Linked DNA regions of Mus musculus: regions 2, 3, 4, 5 and 6 are each linked to region 1. A link is a contact called in public ChIA-PET and Hi-C data. All regions are on one chromosome and are shown on one strand. The core of a region is the stretch at or near the end of the contact, and the rest is flanking DNA. Distances in the headings are between cores, read along the strand shown. Region 1 holds the start of Ifi203 (interferon activated gene 203). Region 2 holds the start of Ifi209 (interferon activated gene 209). Region 3 has its middle 19 kb from the start of Ifi206. Region 4 holds the start of Ifi206 (interferon activated gene 206). Region 5 holds the start of Ifi214 (interferon activated gene 214). Region 6 overlaps Aim2 (absent in melanoma 2).

What was found. Hi-C and Micro-C count contacts between places; a contact is called where the count stands out from the background. ChIA-PET counts read pairs in DNA pulled down with a chosen protein or histone mark.
Region 2: a contact with region 1 is called in an RNA polymerase II ChIA-PET map of memory CD8 T cells, with 14 read pairs. The contact joins the promoter of Ifi209 here to the promoter of Ifi203 in region 1. A contact is called at or near these places in 2 of 115 datasets of contacts at active chromatin or transcription factors (large pre-B cells and memory CD8 T cells) and 1 of 9 other capture datasets (liver).
Region 3: a contact with region 1 is called in a Hi-C map of B cells, with 9 read pairs. The contact joins the enhancer-like site here to the promoter of Ifi203 in region 1. A contact is called at or near these places in 1 of 39 promoter capture datasets (embryonic stem cells), 1 of 484 Hi-C or Micro-C datasets (B cells), 2 of 115 datasets of contacts at active chromatin or transcription factors (CD8 T cells and large pre-B cells) and 3 of 9 other capture datasets (adipose tissue, liver and macrophages).
Region 4: a contact with region 1 is called in an RNA polymerase II ChIA-PET map of memory CD8 T cells, with 37 read pairs. The contact joins the promoter of Ifi206 here to the promoter of Ifi203 in region 1. A contact is called at or near these places in 1 of 39 promoter capture datasets (embryonic stem cells), 1 of 484 Hi-C or Micro-C datasets (B cells), 2 of 115 datasets of contacts at active chromatin or transcription factors (large pre-B cells and memory CD8 T cells) and 1 of 9 other capture datasets (liver).
Region 5: a contact with region 1 is called in an RNA polymerase II ChIA-PET map of memory CD8 T cells, with 16 read pairs. The contact joins the promoter of Ifi214 here to the promoter of Ifi203 in region 1. A contact is called at or near these places in 3 of 115 datasets of contacts at active chromatin or transcription factors (effector CD8 T cells, large pre-B cells and memory CD8 T cells) and 3 of 9 other capture datasets (adipose tissue, liver and macrophages).
Region 6: a contact with region 1 is called in an RNA polymerase II ChIA-PET map of memory CD8 T cells, with 167 read pairs. The contact joins the enhancer-like site here to the promoter of Ifi203 in region 1. A contact is called at or near these places in 3 of 15 datasets of contacts at CTCF or cohesin (the NIH/3T3 cell line, large pre-B cells and pro-B cells), 2 of 484 Hi-C or Micro-C datasets (B cells and bone marrow-derived macrophages), 5 of 115 datasets of contacts at active chromatin or transcription factors (the 230-238 cell line, effector CD8 T cells, fibro-adipogenic progenitors and 2 more) and 3 of 9 other capture datasets (adipose tissue, liver and macrophages).

The regions. Positions count from the first base shown.
Region 1 is chr1:173,940,972-173,944,204 of GRCm38.p6, forward strand. It overlaps Ifi203 (interferon activated gene 203), which reads right to left and starts at 1,521. Exons shown (of 10, transcript NM_001302649.1): 1 at 1,484-1,521; 2 at 1,259-1,323.
Region 2 is chr1:173,629,594-173,633,018 of GRCm38.p6, forward strand. Ifi209 (interferon activated gene 209) reads left to right here and starts at 1,266. Exons shown (of 7, transcript NM_175026.3): 1 at 1,266-1,562.
Region 3 is chr1:173,508,789-173,512,180 of GRCm38.p6, forward strand. No RefSeq gene overlaps it. Among named protein-coding and RNA genes, the nearest start is that of Ifi206, 19 kb to the left of the region's middle. Within about 2 kb of position 1,988, at least 17 of the 459 cell types and tissues checked have an H3K27ac peak or open chromatin away from gene starts, as enhancers often do. A contact at or near this core is called in B cells and CD8 T cells, where this site is marked.
Region 4 is chr1:173,489,276-173,492,832 of GRCm38.p6, forward strand. It overlaps Ifi206 (interferon activated gene 206), which reads right to left and starts at 2,043. Exons shown (of 8, transcript NM_001372437.1): 1 at 1,712-2,043.
Region 5 is chr1:173,534,336-173,537,750 of GRCm38.p6, forward strand. It overlaps Ifi214 (interferon activated gene 214), which reads right to left and starts at 1,622. Exons shown (of 5, transcript NM_001024721.2): 1 at 1,337-1,622.
Region 6 is chr1:173,439,595-173,442,835 of GRCm38.p6, forward strand. The region is part of intron 2 of Aim2 (absent in melanoma 2); the gene reads left to right. Among named protein-coding and RNA genes, the nearest start is that of Aim2, 21 kb to the left of the region's middle. Within about 2 kb of position 1,902, at least 79 of the 459 cell types and tissues checked have an H3K27ac peak or open chromatin away from gene starts, as enhancers often do. A contact at or near this core is called in B cells, bone marrow-derived macrophages, effector CD8 T cells and 2 more, where this site is marked.

The DNA.
Region 1 (3,233 bases), core at 271-2,770:
TTCTCTAGAAACTAAAGAACATCCTATTTATCTACATTAGTGGAGCTTTAATAGAACCGAAGGCAAAACTATTATTAAATACCACAGAAAGATAAACTCTCCCATCTTAGAAGAACGTAGTTTTAACTATGGATTTATCAGTTAATAATAGTGCATGTTCTTCGTCATTATTTCACAGCTCTATTGAAACATGAATATATCTTCACACAAGTACACGTATCCATGCACATACATATACATCACATACATTCAATATCTGTGAGAGCACACAAATCTGTAAATTTTTTAAAAAGATAAAAAGGAGAACCCACAGGTTTACAGTTAATATGACAGTGTAGTCATTACTAAGTTAGTAGGGTAAAAAGATCTGGAAAAATTTGGAAAGTTTGAGCAGGATAACTGAGAAACTTAGCAAGATAGGTCTAATCCAGGTACAAATCTCAAATTGACATTTAAATTACAAAGTTTGAGTACACACGGAGTCCTATGCCAGAGGATACAGAAAGCCTTTAAAATATCCTAAAAGTAGACAAAATAGACAACAGAAATGATTGTATTTAACTGACCTTCATAGTCCCTATATTTTATGACAACAAAATAAAAACAAAAATAAATAAAATTTAGCCTATCACAAAGAATAACTTTCATGATGACAAAAAGTTTCTCTCAGTGACTAAATACTATTCTTACTCCCTTTTTTGAAGGGGAGAGAAAGAAAGAGTTACATATGCATATTGAAACAGGAAGTATTTGAATAACTGTATTTGTGATTCTTAGGAAAGTTTTACTGCACATGTCCACTAGTTCTCATGCTGTCTAATATTAAAATAAGACCAGATGATGAAGCTCATTGTTCAAATGCATGTTTTCACTGAATATTATATCACAGTAAATTTTTATATCACTAACCTGTCTTTTACTCAGTCCAGCCACCAGATTCCCGTGCACCGCCCAGCCCAGGCTACTGAAGCCTTCTTGTTTTCCATTTATTGACTTTATACTTAGGAAGCTAATTTTATAACCTGCACTAATCAAAGCTCATGTTTTCTTACCACAAGCTCGAGGGATGGAGAAAGAAAGATGCTGTCATCTTCCTGAATGTGGTATCAGAACCTGTTGCAGCAGGTTCACTGCCCTGCTGGCAGCTGAACAATCTGTGCTCTCCCCACCAGCCACTGGGAAGAACCACACTGATCCCCTATGTTCTTGTGGGTTTCATGGAGCTATCTCTTCTATATATAAAAGGGGAGAGACTTACCTCAGTGAAATTTCTCAGCAATGTTCAGATGATAAATCTTCAGCAAGTCAGGAAATGGGGTTTCTCTGTTTTGAGTAGAAAGAGAAATGACTCAAAAAAGTACACCAGAATGCATTGCAATCTCATTAAATGCTGAGAAAATGTAGTATTTACAAAATAACAGGGAGGGGGGCAAGAGAACTGGTTAAAGTAAGTTCCTAGCTTGAGCAGGGCTGGATGTCTTACAGTGTGCTGTCTTCCTGGGGAGACTTAAGATGAAATTGGGCTCCTCCCAGCACTGTTCATAGCTTTCGATTTCCCCAGCTCTTAAAATAGAGCACTTTATTTCCTGTTATTAATGTAATTTCTAGAAAGAAGCATACACACACACACACACAGGAGAGAGAGAAATTGCAACACTGCATGTTTTATGTCTAGTAGACTTACAAGTGGGTCACTAGGAATCACTCTCATCTGAAAGAAGATGAATCACAAGGAGATACAAGCGAGTCACTCAGCCACCTCACCCTTCTTTGTTTGTTCAATATGAAAGTGGTCAGAGGGGAGCTCCTCAGAGTCTGTTGTTCCTTGGAATTGATGAAGCCTGCTACCTTAGCTGTAATACTTTTGTTTCATGCCTGCCAGCTTGTTTGACACAAAAGCAGCTTGACTGTAGGCACAGCCAGTAATGGGGAATGCCAGGGCCAGGAAGCCAGTGTGGGTTGGTTGATGAGCAGATGGAGGGAGGAGGGGATAGGGAGTCTTCAGTGGGGAAACCAGGAAAGGGGATAACATCCTAAATGTAAATAAAGAAAACATCTAATAAAAAGAAAAAGAAAAAAGAAGATAAAAACATTTTAAAATTAAAAGAAAAAGTTTGACTGAAAGAAAGGTCAAGTTGACCATATTCTGAGGCTTAAATAGTCGTCATCATCATCAGAAATTACCAATCCATAGCCTTCACTCAGAGCAAAGAAAGATAGAGGACAGCTTGAAAAAAAAAAGACTTGGAAAAAGGTTGACCACCCTACAGCCCTCCCCTCACCCGCTTATGAGCTCATTATGATTTTCTGCCTATATAAACTGACCCTGGAAAATAGCTCTTGTATCTGAGCTGAGCCCCTGTTCAATCAGTCTTAGGGTGTGTGTTCAATAAACCAGCCCTGTTTAACTGAGATCCGTTTCTGGGTGCTTTGTGCTGTGATCTGCAGACCACAACAGTACTTGCTTGAACATTTCCTGAATAGGGAAATATCTGTGATGGATCACTTTTGGTTTAAGCACTTTCCAAAGCATCCATTCATTCATTAGTGGTTCCTAGGCCATATTTTCCCAGAGCATAGTGTTATGAGAAACATACAACTGCAACCTCAGCTTAAAAAAAAAAAAGTAATTGGGCAGTAACTGCCCTCTGTACTATAGCTTCACTGTCCTCTATAAGTGATTAAGAAAATGACCCCTGAGAGATTTTTAATGGGAAAAGACAGCAGATTGTGGGCTATGTAGTGCCAGCAGATGAAGCCTTGGAAACTCAAGGAAAAAAGCTGAACATCTGGTAGCTTCAGAGCTTAAAGCAGTGTTTGACTGACTGTTTCTTCCTTTGTAGGATAGTGGATGGTGTCTGTACTACTGTTATAGTGAGACATGGGGGAAAAGGACACCAACTACTACTGGATGCTTTATAGGAAGCTTTAAAGTCAATATAAAAACAGTGCGATTCCAGGGATACCATCACTCATCTGGCAGGGTCCACAGATTTACTTGGGTAGAAAATCATCGAGGTTTGCTTTCCAAGTGCTGGTGTTTGGCAGCTCTTGGAAACCCATGAAATTGGAAAGCCTCTTGTCTTCTTTTAACTTCTTCAAGTTCTTTTATTGTTTTAAAGTTTTCATTGTGCAAATCTTTTCCTTCTTTGGTTACTTTCATTCCAAAATATTGTATGTTTTTAGGATTTTAAAAATAGGATTGTTTACTTATTTTTATTCTTGACATGTTT
Region 2 (3,425 bases), core at 16-2,515, 310 kb before region 1:
GTACCTTTGGCTACCTTGTGGCTATGTTGGGCTTCTGCAGCAGGGATAGGCAAATCCACTGAGACATAAGCAGGAGCTGAGCGGAAACAGTAGGATCAACTTCCCCTGGGCTTTCTTTACTAAATCAGTTCAAAAGATGAAGAAAGGAAAAGGAAAAACTACATTGGCCAAACAAAAGAAAGATAAAGATGGTATTTTCCAACCTCCATTCACCATGAATAAAGGGCTGCAACCAGAATCAATGGTGGAGACACAGCACAAGTCCAGTGGCTTAGCTCTCCCAAGAAAAGCTTCTCTCTGGCTTTCCTTCCCCTTCTCTCCTTTTTGGGAATAATTAGTATTTTATGTAGTCTAAGAAACTAGTGAAAATGGCATCTAGTCAGCAAATCCACAGTTTCTAGTCATCTATATTGTTTCAGAAATACTTCAAGGTAATCCAATTCCCAATGATGGAAACATGAAATGATGGCACATTTTTAAAAGTTCTTAATTAAGGCAATCACCAGTTAAAGAATACTACTTTCCAAAGCTGGGTAAAAGATTTAAATCTAAACTGATCCTGGTCTACAGAGAGAGTTCCTGGCCAGCCAAGACTACACAGTAAAACTGTCTTTGAAAGTAAATAAATTAATAATAATAATAGTAGTAGTAGTAGTAGTAGTAGTAGTAGTAGTAGTAACAGAAAAGAGGAAAGCTAAAGCCAAAATCCTTTCTGCTTACGTGAGATTGGAGTCATATGTTTCTAACAGCATGGTACTCTGGAAAGTCCAGGGAACTAACAAAGGAGTGAAGTGTTTAAACCAAAAGCAATTTCATCTCAGATTTTTTCTTTCCTTTTCTTTTCTTTGCTTTTTTTCTTTCTTTCTTTTTTTTTTTCTTTTTGAAATTCATTCAAGAGCAGCTAGCAATTGCCAATTTCTCCTGCTGCCATTTGCATCCTGAGCAGGAAAGAAAGAGACCTGGTGACTTAGCTTTGCCTTTTGGGAGTTCATCTTTATTCAAAAGAGAGCACATTCCTGGTGACTCACTTGTGAGTTTGTTGGATGCAGTGCTTTTATATTTGGTTCTTGTACCTGTAAGATTTGTAAGAAAAGCAAAACATATCAATGGAGTGTAACTGTCTCTGACTTTCTTATGGTGACTAAAAGGTATACAGGAAGAAAACTGTTGAGTTTCAATCTCTGAGTAAATCGAAAGAGATGCACTCTGCCGGGAGGGGAACTTCCTGTTTCTTAGCTCTTCTGCCAACAAAACAACACCCAGCTGAGACATTCAGCAAGCCTCAGTCCATGGAGTGAGTCTAACCTGAGAATTTCTGTAGATTACATTTTCCAGTTCCCAAGAGATTTATTGGTTTATCTTCTTACACACATACACATACACACACACACACACACACACACACACACACACACACACACACACACCAACTCCTCCCTGTCCCCAACAAACTTTAAGAAGAAGAAGGACAAAAGAGAAGAGGAGGAAGAGGAGTGGAGAAGCCTCTAGTCCTGCCCTGTAGAAGATCTCAGCTTTACATCCCTAGAGAAACATCCAGCAAGGTGAGTTCTACCTGTTTTCTGTAGATATGGTAGATATTGGCTACATCTGTAAAAACAACAAGGACAGTGAAAAGACCTTTGCTGGTTCTTGTGGAGGAGGCAGTGCTGATCTGGTGCCTGCTGCACTCAGCAGTGAGCCCACAGCAGCCGGATTAGGGTCAGTCACTCAAAAAGATAGCAGACATCTTTAGTCCTCCACCACAGAGGAATGAGCTAAGAATAAAACATTTTGCATATTTTAGATAGTTTAATGAACTTTTTAAGCATAAATCTGAATAAGTGGATAATGTGAAGGCTATAATTAGCTCGGATAGGGAGTTCATGGTTATCTGGGATATGTGGGTGAGTGGGAAAAAGCCAAGATAGTGGCATGAAAAATTATTGTGAATGAAAAGTGCCTCTGGACATGAAATGAATTTTCTAATATCCTATCACTATGTGTAGTAGGAAGTTTCTCAGGTTCATAATATATAAACACAAAATGGTTTAACCATTTCCCAAGCCCATTCTGTGTTGTTCTTTCTTCACACCTCTCTAAAGATGGTATTTCCATTGTTAATTTCTACCATCAGGAAAGTTATTTTATTTTCCTTTTGGTTCTCTAATGGTGAAGTGTAATAGAGTGATGGAAGGTCAATTAGAACACATGTATCTTGCACATTTATAGAACAGTTTAAAGAATATATGTACCACAGCAGAGGACTTGGATAGAAGCTCTTAATTGATTTCAAAGTTCTGTGAACATTAGACCAGGCTCACTAAGTTTATTAATTATTGTAGCTAAACTTTCTAAATCACTGCAAAAGATTTTACTTATTTTTAACAATCAAGGGATGTACTTCTTTTTTATTTATTTTTATTTTTATTTTATTTTATTATATTTCAAATGTTATCCACCTTCCCAGTTTCCCCTCTTCAAACCTACTATCTCATCCCCTCTTCCTCTGCCTCTATGAGGGTACTCCCTCACACACCCAACCACTCCTGCCTGCCTGCCCTGCCATTCCCCAACACTGGGGCATTGGGCCTTCACAGGACCAAGAACCACCCCTCCCACTGATACCAAATAAGGCCATCCTCTGCTACATTTGCAGCTGGAGCCATGGTTCCCTTCATGTATACTCTTTGGTTGGTGGTTTAGTCCCTGAGAGCTCTGGGGGTTCTGTTTGGTTGATATTGTTGTTCTTCCCATGGGATGGCAAACCCCTTTAGCTCCTTCAGTCCTTCCCTAACTCCTCCATTGGGGTCCCATTGTTCAGTCTGGTGGTTGGCTGTGAGCATCTGCAATCTGTATTAGTCAGGCAGAGCCTCCATAGAGATGTACTTCTAAATGTACCATGATATTCTGATCTTTCTATTATTATTATAAGCAAGCCAGCTCATTCAGTCAACAATGTCTCAAGGGAGGGAGGATTAAAAAGAAAAAGACAATTAGACATTATAACATGACTCCAGACAGCGCTGACACTAAAGCAGGTTTATTTTTTCCCAGTCAGCTTTTATACCTTCTAGGTCCTTGCAGAGAACAGGGTCAATTTTTAAATCAAAGTAATCAAGAAAGGCTATGAACAAAGAGATCACACCAGGTAGGAATCAGCCAAAGCAATAAACAAAGTATCCTGAGTCATCATTTCTAGGGATTACCAAGACAAAAGCAAAGTCACACCTTCCTTGACTGTATTTGCCTCAATCCTAGCATCAGCCCAAATGCAATGCTGTTACTGATCCTACTGAGCCCAGTGACAAGTACTGGCCAAATTTCTATAAACAGCACCAAAAGCTCTCCACCTTATTAGATAAATCAACTATTTGTAGGAATGTTATCATTTTGTAGTATTTTAAATCAACTTAAATATAATATAG
Region 3 (3,392 bases), core at 738-3,237, 430 kb before region 1:
TTAGTTTTTCGTGGCAGGTAAAGTGTATCTAGGCAGGAAACCATCAAATCTTGCTAGCTGGGGAAATTGAAAGCTAAGAACAATGGGAGGGGCTCTTGCAACTCTTCTCTCCCCAGGGAGAACATAGTACAAGACACTTAATGTTTCTCAACTTAAATGACTCCGACCAATGTCCTTCTTTCCATCTCTTAAAATACTTCATGTTCTTGGCAGTTTAGGGGTTACAACATCCCTGTCCTGTTTCTGAGATCCTGGACCTTATTCATTTCTTTCTCAAATGAAAATAGTCCTGTTTCTTGCCTGGAGGATCAGCCAGGACCTAGACACCGCTAAAGAAATCCCCAGGGAGATGAGTATTGTCTGCTGAATGGAGTTGGGAGCTCAGGGAAACCCTCAGCATCACAGAGGATACCATTATTGGTTCCTTTAGGGGAAAGTGGAAGGATCTGGGCTGCACTCTGAGCAGCGAATCCTCAGCAGCATGATTTTGATGCTTCATTAGGGAAGACAGCAAACTTCTCTAGCCCACCCTTACTGGATCCTGGGCCAACACAAATGCATTTTGATTGTGGCAGATCATAAAACAAACTTTCTAAGTGTAAGTATAAATAAACATAATACAAGAAGAGAGTTTTGGTTAGCTTGGCTAAAGAGTGCAAAGGAACCTCTTGGCTGTGCTGATTGACTGGGTAAAACATAAAATAGTGAAACAAAAGAATTATCATGAAACAGTATTTAGTCAAAAGTACATTTGGACATGAAGCTGCATTCTCACTATTACACAGCAGGCGAGGGTGATGGGCATGCGCAGTAGAAAATGTTTCTGATTCAGAAGGACAACTACTCAAACTAACGATCTTTTAATGGTTTCATGAGCACATTTAACAAGTACTATGAGGAAACGTCCATCATCTGGAGATGTCACGGTTTTGGTTTGTTAGTTTGCGTTTTTTATTTTCTTACATTAAGACATGGGGAAGAGATGTAGTTAACGTGAAAAACATTTCTATTCTACAAGCTACCTGTACACTCCTGGAATAGCCCATCCTGTGTATTTGAACAAAGCACTTTAAATGTTGATTTAACACACATTAGAAAAATCTTCTCAAGTTTATCAGTTATATTACTAAACTTTCTAACTCTTTTCAGATATTTTCCTTTTGTCCACTTAGGAACTGAGAGACACCATATAAATGTAACATAAATCAATGTCTGGTTTTTCTTGTGGCTCTTTCAAATTAGTTTATGTGTGCTCTCTTGTATTCAAATGGGATGTACAATGTCTACATACTTGAGTGCGGGTGTGTTCATGTGTACATATATGGGACAAAATATATTTTAGGACACTATTTTTGAATGGTGAATGAACATGAGTTATAAGAAATACAATGTACTATTTTACTGGATAAATCCATAACCCAGAATATTCTCTTTTTATTGAAAGGGCAACTCTATAATTTTGTGATAGTTATTGAAAAACATTTTCTGAGTTCTATTTGAAAGTACATTACATAAATAATCTAGCCTTTCAAAGAATTTTTGTGTAATTTGTTTTTAAATTATTTCACCATTAAAGAATTATTTACACACAACATACAGGTGAATGTGTTTGGAAGTTAATAAAAGTTAAATCTCAGTGGCTGTGTAGCTGCTCCCAGCATAGATTAATAACACTATAATATGTTATGTAATATATAATAACACTATAATATGTTATATATACTATATATAATATGGGGTTCTGTTTTGTTTTGCTTTCTTTCCATTATTGCCCCTTCACCTTATGGTATTTTCTTCTTACATTTAACAGTAAATAAATTAGGACTTATGCCCTCCTTTCTCTGTCTGTCAACCATGTTGATATCCTTCCAGTTTCCCCTTTCTTTGGCCAGGGCTTTAGTTTTGAAGCAGAGGCACAGTGAAGCAGGCTTGTTTTTCATTCTGCTCAGCCTTGGTTTCAAGTATTTCTCAGTTTTACTCACTGTTTCCTTCCTACACTTTCAGTGGCTGTTTTTATGTGGGTTTTACCATTATAACTACTAAGACTAAAGCATCCACAATTTGGTCATCCTTTTTCTTGAGCTTCGGTATTACTCCGAAGGGGGAACAAAATAATCATGGGAGGTAGAGGGTAGAAGTGACCTGGGAGGGAGAAAGGAGAAGGAGGAAAAGGATCATGTGTGGGAGGAGACAGAGAGGGCAGGAGAAGTACAGAGGGTCAGAAATTGAATGGAGGTGTGTACCAGTGGAGGATGGGGAAACAAGGGTAGCCACTAGAAAGTCCCAGATGCCATGGAAGCAAGGGGTTCCCAGGACCCAAGAAGGATGACATTAGCCAAAATAGCCAACAAAGGGGAGATAGAACCTGTAGAAACCATATCCAGTGGTTAGGCACAGCACTCGGTTGAAAGATTGGATCACCCACCCATATCAAAAATATTAACCCAGAATTGCTCCTGTCTAATGGAAATTCAGGGACGAAGAGTGGAGCATAGGCTGAAGGAAAGACCATGCATAGGCGGCCCCACCTGGGGATCCGTCTCATCTACAGACACCAAAACCAGATAATATTGGGGATGCCAAGCGAGCTTGCTGACAGGATCCTGGTATAGCTGTCCTCTGAGAGGCTCTGCCATAGTCTGACCAAAACAGATGTGGATGCTTAGATTCTCTCAGCCAACCACCAGACTGAGAATGGGGATCCCAATGGAGGAGTTAGTGGAAGGACTGAAAGATATGAAGGGGTTTGCAATTCCATAGGAAGAAAACAAAATCAACCAACCAGACACCCCAGAGCTCCCAGGTGACCCATCCAGCAGGTCCAGTTATTCGAGGTTCTCAGGGGACCTTCTCCTAAGAACCAAATCAGAGGTAGAGAGAGACGAGGGTCTTGTGCGAATAATGACACAGAACCGTTCTGAATTGCATCAAAGCCCCAATGTATTAGTCAGGCCCAAGGTTTAAATGCACAAGCAAAAGGGGAAGTGCCTTTCAGCAGGAAGGATGGGGCAGTAGAATTGCACAAGCAAAAGGGGAAGTACTTCTCAGCAGGAGGGATGGAGCAATAGAATTGCACATTCTTTAGGCAGTTACAGGGGGAAGCAGGAACTTGGAGGTATCAGAGTATCTTGAGGTCAGGACATCTGGAGCTGACTTAGGGCTGGAACAATCTGTGGTTGTTCTAGGAGCGGTGTGTCGGTGGCCCGCTTTTGACCCCCTTTTCTTCTCGGGGGGGGGGGGGGAGAGGCCCAATTCAGAGATCAGGACAATTGTGTTGTCTTAATGGCTCCCAACACCCAGGGACTAAAACACCAACAAAGGAGGGATCCCATGGCTCCAGCTGCATATGTAGTAGAGGATTGCCTTATCTGGCATCAATGGGAGGAGAGGCC
Region 4 (3,557 bases), core at 793-3,292, 450 kb before region 1:
AATGTTGCAATAATGATCCCAATCTCAACAATATTCAGTAGTATAGTGTTTCAGGTATTTACATTAAAACCCATCTTCAGTTAGCAAATCCTAGATATCAAAGTATAGTCATCCCCAATGGTGCAAAGAGGTACCCTTAACTTACCCTACATAAAACAAACACTGAGAATGAGTGTCTGAATGTAGACCAATTCACACTCAGAGAAGAAAGCCTCAACAGTACTCTCTGGCATCAGTGCCTCGGCAGGTTCAGATGAGCTAACGCACCAGGAAGAGCTCTGGGAAGTGTGGTAAGAAAATAGTGTGTGCAGTTGAGAGCTCCTCAGAGTAAAACCTAAGCAAGGTGAAAACTGGGTGAGTCTCTGCCTCAGGAGTGAAACTCTCCTCAGAGAGAGGAGAGACAGTAAGGACATCAACAGGACCACTGAAGGAGGAAACAACATAAGCTCAGTAATGTTGTCATCACTTGTTAGCCACTTGAGTCATAAAGAGAAGGCAAGAAAAGAAATGCAGATGTCCCATAAAAGAAGTAGTCATAGTAAAATCCAGAAAAATGTGTCCTCAACCTACCCTACAGGAACTAACATATAATTGGTTAATTAACATCCTTTGTCAAATTTTCTTTAATATGTGCAGCTAAATGTTTCCATTAAGGCATGCATTCATGGAAATTATAAAATAAATCCTTTTTATAGAAACTAATAAGAACAGATTTTTTTATATTAGCATTGTCTTAATTAGAACCAAAAATATAAAATTCTTCTCAGAAAACCAAAAGAATGACAATAGTTTACCTCCTAGAAATAGAAAAGTGTTTTAATAATAGAATTGTCCAGTAATAACTTAAAAAACCAAAATTTAATGCATGATTTAGGAGTATTTATCTTAATTTCTAAATGAACAGGGTCATAACTTTTGTAAAATTTTAGAAAGTCTGGGCAGCATAATTAATACACCTAATAAGTGATAGATCAACCATAGTGCACAGAGGGACTGCAGAAGAGTCTAAAAGTATGAAGTATACATCTAGTTCCGATGAACCTCCAACTCTTTTCTAAGTCTTACCACCAGAAAACAAAATCAAAGAAAACTAAAAAGACAAAAACCCAAAGCAATTAACTTTCAGGATGATACAGACTAACAATGTCTACAATATTACTTTATTCACTTGATGCACAAGTGAATGAAGACCATTTAATGTGCTTCTTAAGTCAATAAAACCACAGGTTTGCAATCATAATGAATCTGGGATATCTTTGACTACATATGCCCATTGGTGCCCAGGTTGTGTATGGTTGCAATAATAGATAATGCAGCCTGAGGGCTAGATGCATTTTTTCAGTATTATTGCTTCATGGCAATTTTTCCTGTCACAAACTTGTCTGTTGCCCAGCCACTCACTACAACCACCAGGTTCTAAGCATTCTCCAGCCAAGAAAACTAAAGCACTCTTCTTATTCACTTATCCAGACTTACCTAAAAAACGTGTATTTTATAATCTGAAATATGCCCCTTTTTGGGTCAGTCTTACTGGTGGAGGAATCAGGATGCCTAGCATCATTATGAGCCAAGGACCTGAATCCAGATAGTGCAGATTCACTGCTCAGTGTAGCAGCCACCAGCTTGGCTTCCTTCTCTCTCAACCTAAAGATCGACAAGGATTTCACCTGTAGTCGTGTGCATTCACAGAGAAAGCAGGGGGAGGACTCACCTCTTCAGAAAATTCTTCAGTGGTATCCAGTTTTGCAGGGCAGGAAGCAGTGAGTGAGTGAGCAAGTGAGTGAGTGAGTGAGAGAGAGAGAGAGAGAGAGAGAGAGAGAGAGAGAGAGAGAGAGTGTGTGTGTGTGTGTGTGTGAGTCTGTGTGTGAGTGTGTGTATGAAGAGTAAACAGTAAATCTCTCAGAAAGAGAACCAGAGGATTTTGTAATCTCCTGAAATTCTGAGACAATGAAGTGTTTTCAGAGAGAGATGGAAAGCTGACACTGGGTAGAGTCACTGCTCAGCTGCTCAGACTGAGGGGAACTGGGTTTCTCATCCTGTGCTACTTTGTGGGGAGTGGACAAGGTTCATAGCTTTCGATTTCCTCAGAGACAGAAACTCAAGAGTTTCCTTCCTGTAAACAATTACCAAAAAAGTCAAAGAGAGCTAGTTACACTCAGGATGTTTCTTGCAAATCTTCATAGGTACAAGATTTAGATTTATAATCCTCATGTCCTACAGGCTTGCAAAAGGATCCCTAGGAACCTTCATTCCTTTGAATGAAGGTGAAAACTTAGACCAAAAAAAGCCAAGTCACCCAGTCTCTTCTTTCTTTTCTGCTCAGACTCAGTGTCAGGAGATCTTTGCTGTGTCAGTTGCCAGCTGCATGTGAATGAGTTTCAAGGAAAATCTGAGATGAAACAACTCCTGGTTTAAGTCATTCCTGTAGCATCTATGCATCCATTAGTAGCTCCCAAGACCTAGACTTGCCACAGCATAATGTTACAAACACACAACTCCAAGCTGCAACCTCAAATAGCTAGAAAGGCATTTGGCATTATCCACCTCCCTCTTGATTATAGAACTAAGCTGTCCTCCTTCAATGGTGAAGTTAATGCTTCCTCAGTGTCTCTACATTATTCACTGGTAAGCACAGGGAAACCTGGGGCCTGGGAGTCAGTGGGAAACCTCGAGCTTTGATTGAGATTATGGACTGAAATAATGCTTGTCCTGCTGCACTTTTCTGGCATGGAGAATTCAAGGATTAAGGATTGATGTAATCCTGAAACATGGAACAAATGGTATCAAGTAGCAGATAATGGTATGAGAGCCTGCCAGCTGGTCTGCAAAAGAGGATAATGCCATAGCTAGGTAACCAGTCACCTGGATGAAAATGATGGGAGTTAAAATGCTTTCCAACTGCTAGTCTTGGGCAACTTTTGGATGTCTCTGCCTTTGATAGCAGAACAGTTGGGGGAAATCACCATCCCTGACCTCAAGCTTTCCTACAGAGCAATAGTGATTCAACTTGCATGGTATTGGTACAGAGACAGACATGTTGATCAATGGAATAGAAATGAAGACCCAGAAATAAAACCACACACTTCCCATCACTTGATCTTGACAAGCCAAAACTATACAATGGAAAAAAGAAAGCATTTCAAAAAAGGGTGTTAGTCTAACTGGCTGTCTGTATGTTGAAGAATGAAAATAGACCCATATTTATCACCTTGCACAAAGCTCAAGTCTAATTAGATCAAGGACCTCAAAATAAAATCAGATACACTGAATCTAATGGAAGAGATAATGGGAAAGAGCCTTGAACTCATTGGCACAGGGGGAAATTTCCTAAACAGAACTCTAATGGTTCATGCTCTAAGATCAAGGATTGATAAATGGGACATCATGAAACTGGCAAGGTTGTAAAGCAAAGAACATAGTTGATAAGACAGATCAGCAACCTAAAGATTTTGAAATAATCTTCACTAACCCCACATCAAATAGAGGGCTAATATCCAAAAATACATAAAGAACTCAAGAATCTAATCACCAAGCACCCAAATAACCCAATCAAAAAA
Region 5 (3,415 bases), core at 372-2,871, 410 kb before region 1:
AAGTTCATCTCTATGGAGGCTCTGCCAGAGCCTGACTAATACAGATTGCAGATGCTCGCAGCCAACCACCAGACTGAACAATGGGACCCCAATGGAGGAGTTAGGGAAGGACTGAAGAAGCTAAAGGGGTTTGCCATCCCATGGGAAGAACAACAATATCAACCAAACAGAACCCCCAGAGCTCTCAGGGACTAAACCACCAACCAAAGAGTATACATGAAGGGAACCATGGCTCCAGCTGCAAATGTAGCAGAGGATGGCCTTATTTGGTATCAGTGGGAGGGGTGGTTCTTGGTCCTGTGAAGGCCCAATGCCCCAGTGTTGGGGAATGGCAGGGCAGGCAGGCAGGAGTGGATGGGTGTGTGAGGGAGTACCCTCATAGAGGCAGAGGAAGAGGGGATGAGATAGTAGGTTTGAAGAGGGGAAACTGGGAAGGTGGATAACATTTGAAATGTAATAAAATAAAATAAAAATAAAAATAAATAAAAAAGAAGTACATCTCTTGATTGTTAAAAATAAGTAAAATCTTTTGCAGTGATTTAGAAAGTTTAGCTACAATAATTAATAAACTTAGCGAGCCTGGTCTAATGTTCACAGAACTTTGAAATCAATTAAGAGCTTCTATCCAAGTCCTCTGCTGTGGTACACGTATTCTTCAAACTGTTCTATAAATGGGCAAGATACATGTGTTCTAATTAACTTTCCATCACTCTATTACACTTCACCATTAGAGAACCAAAAGGAAAACAAAATGGCCAAAAACAACTTTCGTGATGGTAGAAATTACCAATAATGGAAATACCACCTTTAGAAAGGTGTGAAGAAGAGAACAAACAGAATGTGTTTGGGAAATGGTTAAACCATTGTGTGTTTATATATTATGATCCTGAGAAACTTCCTAGTGATAGGATACTAGAAAATTCATTTCATGTCCAGAGGCAGTTTTTATTCACAATAATTTTTCATGTCACTATCTTGGCTTTTTCCCACTCACCCACAGATCCCAGATAACCATGAACTCCCTATCCGAGCTAATTATAGCCTTCACATTATCCACTTATTCAGATTTATACTTAGAAAGTTCATTAAACAATCTAAAATATGCAAAATGTTTTATTCTTAGCTCATTCCTCTGTGGTGGAGGACTAAAGATGTCTGCCATCTTTTTGAGTGACTGACCCTAATCCGGCTGCTGTGGGCTCACTGCTGAGTGCAGCAGGCACCAGATCAGCACTGCCTCCTCCACAAGAACCAGCAAAGGTCTTTTCACTGTCCTTGTTGTTTTTACAGATGTAGCCAATATCTACCATATCTACAGAAAACAGGTAGAACTCACCTTGCTGGATGTTTCTCTAAGGATGTAAAGCTGAGATCTTCTACAGGGCAGGACTAGAGGCTTCTCCACTCCTCTTCCTCCTCTTCTCTTTTGTCCTTCTTCTTCTTAAAGTTTGTTGGGGACTGGGAGGAGTTGGTGTGTGTGTGTGTGTGTGTGTGTGTGTGTGTGTGTGTGTGTGTGTGTGTGAAGAAGATAAACCAATAAATCTCTTGGGAACTGGAAAATGTAATCTACAGAAATTCTCAGGTTAGACTCACTCCATGGACTGAGGCTTGCTGAATGTCTCAGCTGGGTGTTGTTTTGTGGGCAGAAGAGCTAAGAAATAGCAAGTTCTCCTCCCAGCAGAGTGCATCGCTTTCGATTTCCTCAGAGACTGAAACTCGACAGTTTTTTCCTGTATACCTTTTAGTCACCATAAGAAAGTCAGAGACAGTTACACTCCATTGATATGTTTTGCTTTTCTTACAAATCTTACAGGTACAAGAACCAAATATAAAAGCTCTGTATCCAACAAACTCACAAGGGAGTCACCAGGAATGTGCTCTCTTTTAAATAAAGATGAATCCCCAAAAGGCAAAGCTAAGTCACCAGGTCTCTTTCTTTCCTGCTCAGGATGCAGATGGCAGCAGGAGAAATTGGCAATTGCTAGCTGCTCTTGAATGAATTTCAAAAAAGAAAAAATAATCTGAGATGAAATTGCTTTTGGTTTAAACACTTCACTCCTTTGTTAGTTCCCTGGACTTTCCAGAGTACCAATGTTGTTAGAAACATAGGACTCCAACCTCACGTAAGCAGAAAGGATTTTGGCTTTAGCTTTCCTCTTTTCTGTTACTACTACTACTACTACTACTACTACTACTACTACTACTACTACTACTATTGTTAATTTATTTACTTTTAAAGACAGAGTCTCACTGTGTAGTCTTGGCTGGCCAGGAACTCTCTCTGTAGACCAGGCTCAGTTTAGGTTTAAATCTTTTACCCGGCTTTGGAAAGTAGTATTCTTTAACTGGTGATTGCCTTAGTTAAGAACTTTTAAAAACATGCCATCCTTTCATGTTTCCATCATTGGGAATTGCATTACCTTGAAGTATTTCTGAAACAATGTAGATGACTAGAAACTATGGATTTGCTGACTAGGTGCCATTTTCACTAGTTTCTTAGACTACATAAAATACTAATTAATCTCAAAAAGGAGAGAAGGGGAAGGAAAGCCAGAGAAGCTTTTCTTGGGAGAGCTAAGCCACTGGACCTGTGCTGTGTCTCCACCATTGATTCTGATTGCAGTCCTTTATTCATGGTGGATGGAGGTTGGAAAATACCATCTTTATCTTTCTTTTGTTTGGCCAATGTAGTTTTTCCTTTTCCTTTCTTCATCTTTTGAACTGATGTAGTAAAGAAAGGCCAGGGGAAGTTGATCCTACTGTTTCCGCTCAGTTCCTGCTTATGTCTCAGTGGATTTGCCTATCCCTGCTGCAGAAGCCCAACATAGCCACAAGGTAGCCAAAGGTACCAAGCTGGGACAAGCACTGTGGACAGTCTTTGTATGGATCATTCCAAATTACAGCATCAGAGAAAGAAATTATGGTTTAATTTGTGATGTGGCAAAGTGGTGATGTTACACTTTGACTTCTTATCTCTATTGCTGTTATTTGGTAGTCGATGCAGGGTCTGACTATGGAGCCCAGGCCAGTCTCAAAATTCAGCTCTCCACTATGCCTAATTTTATCATGTTTTCTTTATTACCAATTGACTTTATAAAAGGGACTTGCTCATATCTCTGAGATACAGTTTTACTTATAATTAGATATTGTCGCACATTTACCATCAGGATGAATATTAATAATGGAATCAAATAATAATTAAACATGAGTATTAACTTATTTAATGTTTTAATGAACTTTTCTCTAAATTAATTTTTACTTTTCACCATTTTATATAAAATTACTTTTTTCCTTATTATTTTCCACTTTCACTTCTTTTAGATTTAATTTTTATTATTTTAGGTGTATGAATGTTTTTGCCCACATGTATGTCTGTGCAACATATAAATGCCTGGTACCCAAGGAGGTGATAAAA
Region 6 (3,241 bases), core at 652-3,151, 500 kb before region 1:
ATAAACTCTTTCGATGTTCATAATGTTCCCCACCCCCACACCCACCCCCGCCACCAGATACACTCAGGTAGTCTCATGGAGTAGGTACTTCATAAGACCGTGAGACTTAAGGTCATCCAAGCTGATGTTTATTTTCATTTGTTTGATAGGGTGGCAGATATCATGAACTTCTGTGTCTTATGTGACCATGATGGGAAAATCATGGAATCCTGGCTTTGGGCTTGGGCGATGAACTGTAGAGATCAAATGAAGGGGGTGCACAGAATGGCAAGATTTCCAAGGCAGCAGGGTTCAGTACAGGGGGTTGAGGGATGTGAGGAAGGCCTGACCACTGACCTGACGGTCCTAGGCATATGCCCCTGCATGAGAGCAGGGACAGCTCACACTAGAAACAAAGCCTGTGTGCAGGCAGAAGGCAAGGGGAACCTTCCACTTGGTAGCAAAGCTGTATGATCCTGCGGTTTCAGAAGCTTACAGCTTTCTCAAAGGCCAGTATCTCTGCTTTGTTCCTGTCTCTGTTCATCTCTGCTTCAGGACAGTATGGCCCAGCATCCGCCAAGCAACCTAGACTAGAAGTCAGGATACGAGGGGTGAAAATTATAGAAAATATCATAGGAAAATCAGGCAATAGCCACCTGTATGCTTCCTAAATCTTAGTAGAACTTTTAAGATCTGAAACCTTCCACTCGCTGCCTTTATTGAGCTATAATTCACAGATAATGGGTATGCGTTAACAGGACACAATGTAGTATCTTCATGTGTACATATCTTGTGAAATGATAATCATAGAACAAAATTAATCTGTCTGTCTGTCTCTGTCTCTCTGTCTGTCTGTCTCTCTCTCTCTCTCTCTCTGTGTGTGTGTGTATGGTGTATGTGTATGTGTTTGTGTGTTTGCCTACATAGATATCTTTTTACCGTGGGTATAGTGAGAACCTTTGAGATCTGTCTTATTTTCTCAAGTTTCAAATGTATGCTACACTATTGATCCCCATCCTCCTTCTTTATCCTGCCTTCTGGTACCCCCTAGCTTGTGCTTCTGTTCTCTAGTGCTCTGACCTTTCTTTCTCAGTCTCCCTCCCTTGCTCCTCTTTTGCCCAGTGCCATGGCTCCCTGAGTCTCTAGGGGGTGCTTCCACCTCACCTCCCTCCTTAGCCACATCCTCTCCACAGCATCAGTTGCCATCTGCATTCTAATGCAGTTTGCATTATCCAGAGTTCTGACCTTTCATCTAAGCTCCAGGTTCATAAATTCAATTAAATCTCTCTATTTACATATCTCATGAGTACCTCAAATTTAACACTTCTTGCACGCAGCCCACATTCTTATCACCTGCCCTGCCCTGCTCCTCCTCTTCCTGTTTTTCTGTATCAATGACACTTTTTGAATGCTTCCCTGACCCAGCATTTTGGGTTTAGCCTTCAAATCTCTACCTCTTTTAAATAGGTTTTTCTTTTCCTCCTCCTCCTCCTCCTCCTCCTCCTCCTCCTCCTCCTCCTCCTCCTCTTCTTCCTCCTCCTCCTCCTCCTCCTCCTCCCCCTTCTTTTTTGTGTTTTTACTGGGCACATGTCACATTTGGGACTTTCCAGCATCTTACAAATAATTCACATGTAATAGTCCTACCTCCCCAACCCAGAAGTAAGTCCAACTTTCAGCTTCCTTTGCAGTGCAGATGGCTGGAGCAGACAAGGGCTTGCCCTAACGGGTGCTTTCCAGATGAGATTTGAGTCTGACGTCTTTGGTATAAGGACCAGAAACATGGAGGGCATAGCCCTTGCCAATATGGCTCCTTTAGGCGTGATTAGCTTTCAGGCAGCAACTGAAATTGCAATAGGATTGCTGACACCGAGGCAGCATTGGTGCTGAAGTTTTAGCAGTGGCTGTGGAGACAGATCCTGGCATTCTGCAGGTGACAGCAGCAGTGAGCTTCCTCCTTCAGAACAGTTTCACTGTGTGGTTTGATGTGTGGGTGGGGGGAGGGGTGGGGAGCCTTTTTCTGTGAGTTTAGACCAGACTTTGTTCCTTTATCCTTTACTGATCTCTGAGGTTATTATTTTTAAGAAAACAAGACTTTATTAAGCTAGCTGGAGTCAATTCTGTTGTTTGCAGCAAGAATCTTGAGCAATTTGATGTTATTGATCCTTCTGTGGAAGGAAATTTAGGTGTGTTTTGAGCTGTGTAACAGGTTCAGGGAAGGATGGGATGAACAAGAAATAGGAACCATGGGGTTGGAGAATTGTAGGATCCACCATCTAGGGTTTGATTAATCTTCCTGTATCCTTAAAGATGGTTTGTATCAGTGGAACAACAATATGAACTAACCAGTACCCCAGAGCTCTTGACTCTAGCTGCATATGTATCAAAAGATGGCCTAGTCGGCCATCACTGGAAAGAGAGGCCCTTTGGACTTGCAAACTTTATATGCCCCAGTACAGGGGAATGCCAGGGCCAAAAAAATGGGAATGGATGGGTAGGGAAGTGGTGCGGGGGAGGGTATGGGGGACTTTTGGGATAGCATTGGAAATGTAACTGAGGAAAATACGTAATTAAAAAAAAATGGTTTGTATCTTGGGTAAAGAATTATTCCCAGATGTTCTAAAAAGGCAAGGCATAGCAAGAGCAAGAAAATGGGCATCTTAGCAGAATACAATAGGTGCGAACAGAAGTGATGGATGTGTTTCTGAGCAACTGACTACGAGTCTTCATTTCATCCCAGCTCCAGTAACTTAGGCTTTGAGTCAGAGTTACTGTAATGTTCTGTGAGGTAACCTGGGGAAAGGGTAGCCCTTAGTGGTTGAGTAATAAAGTTTAACCTTGTGTCTGAGACAATTATGCACTATGTGGCCATATGTATATTATATATGTGTTATAGATTACATATAATGTATTATGTATAGCACGCACATATAAAATATTATGAAATAACTTCCATTTCACAAAAGTAGGCTTCTACTTCATGGAATTCCTATTTCCTGAGAACCTGACCCTGAGCCAGGCACTGCAGCACACGTAGTGCACATCTTTAATTTTAGTACCTGGAGATGTGACCCCGGTGAATCACCAGGTCAAGGGAAGGTTGGGATACAGAGTAGAAACTGTGTTACAATAAAATTAAGAAGGAATTGATGCGTTCAAGCGCTTTTCCCCCTAATGGATTCTTTCGAAACCAATTTAGCTGGAAGTAATTAATTCTATTTCTAAAGCGTTATTTAATTTATTATGGATCATATTTGGCATTAAC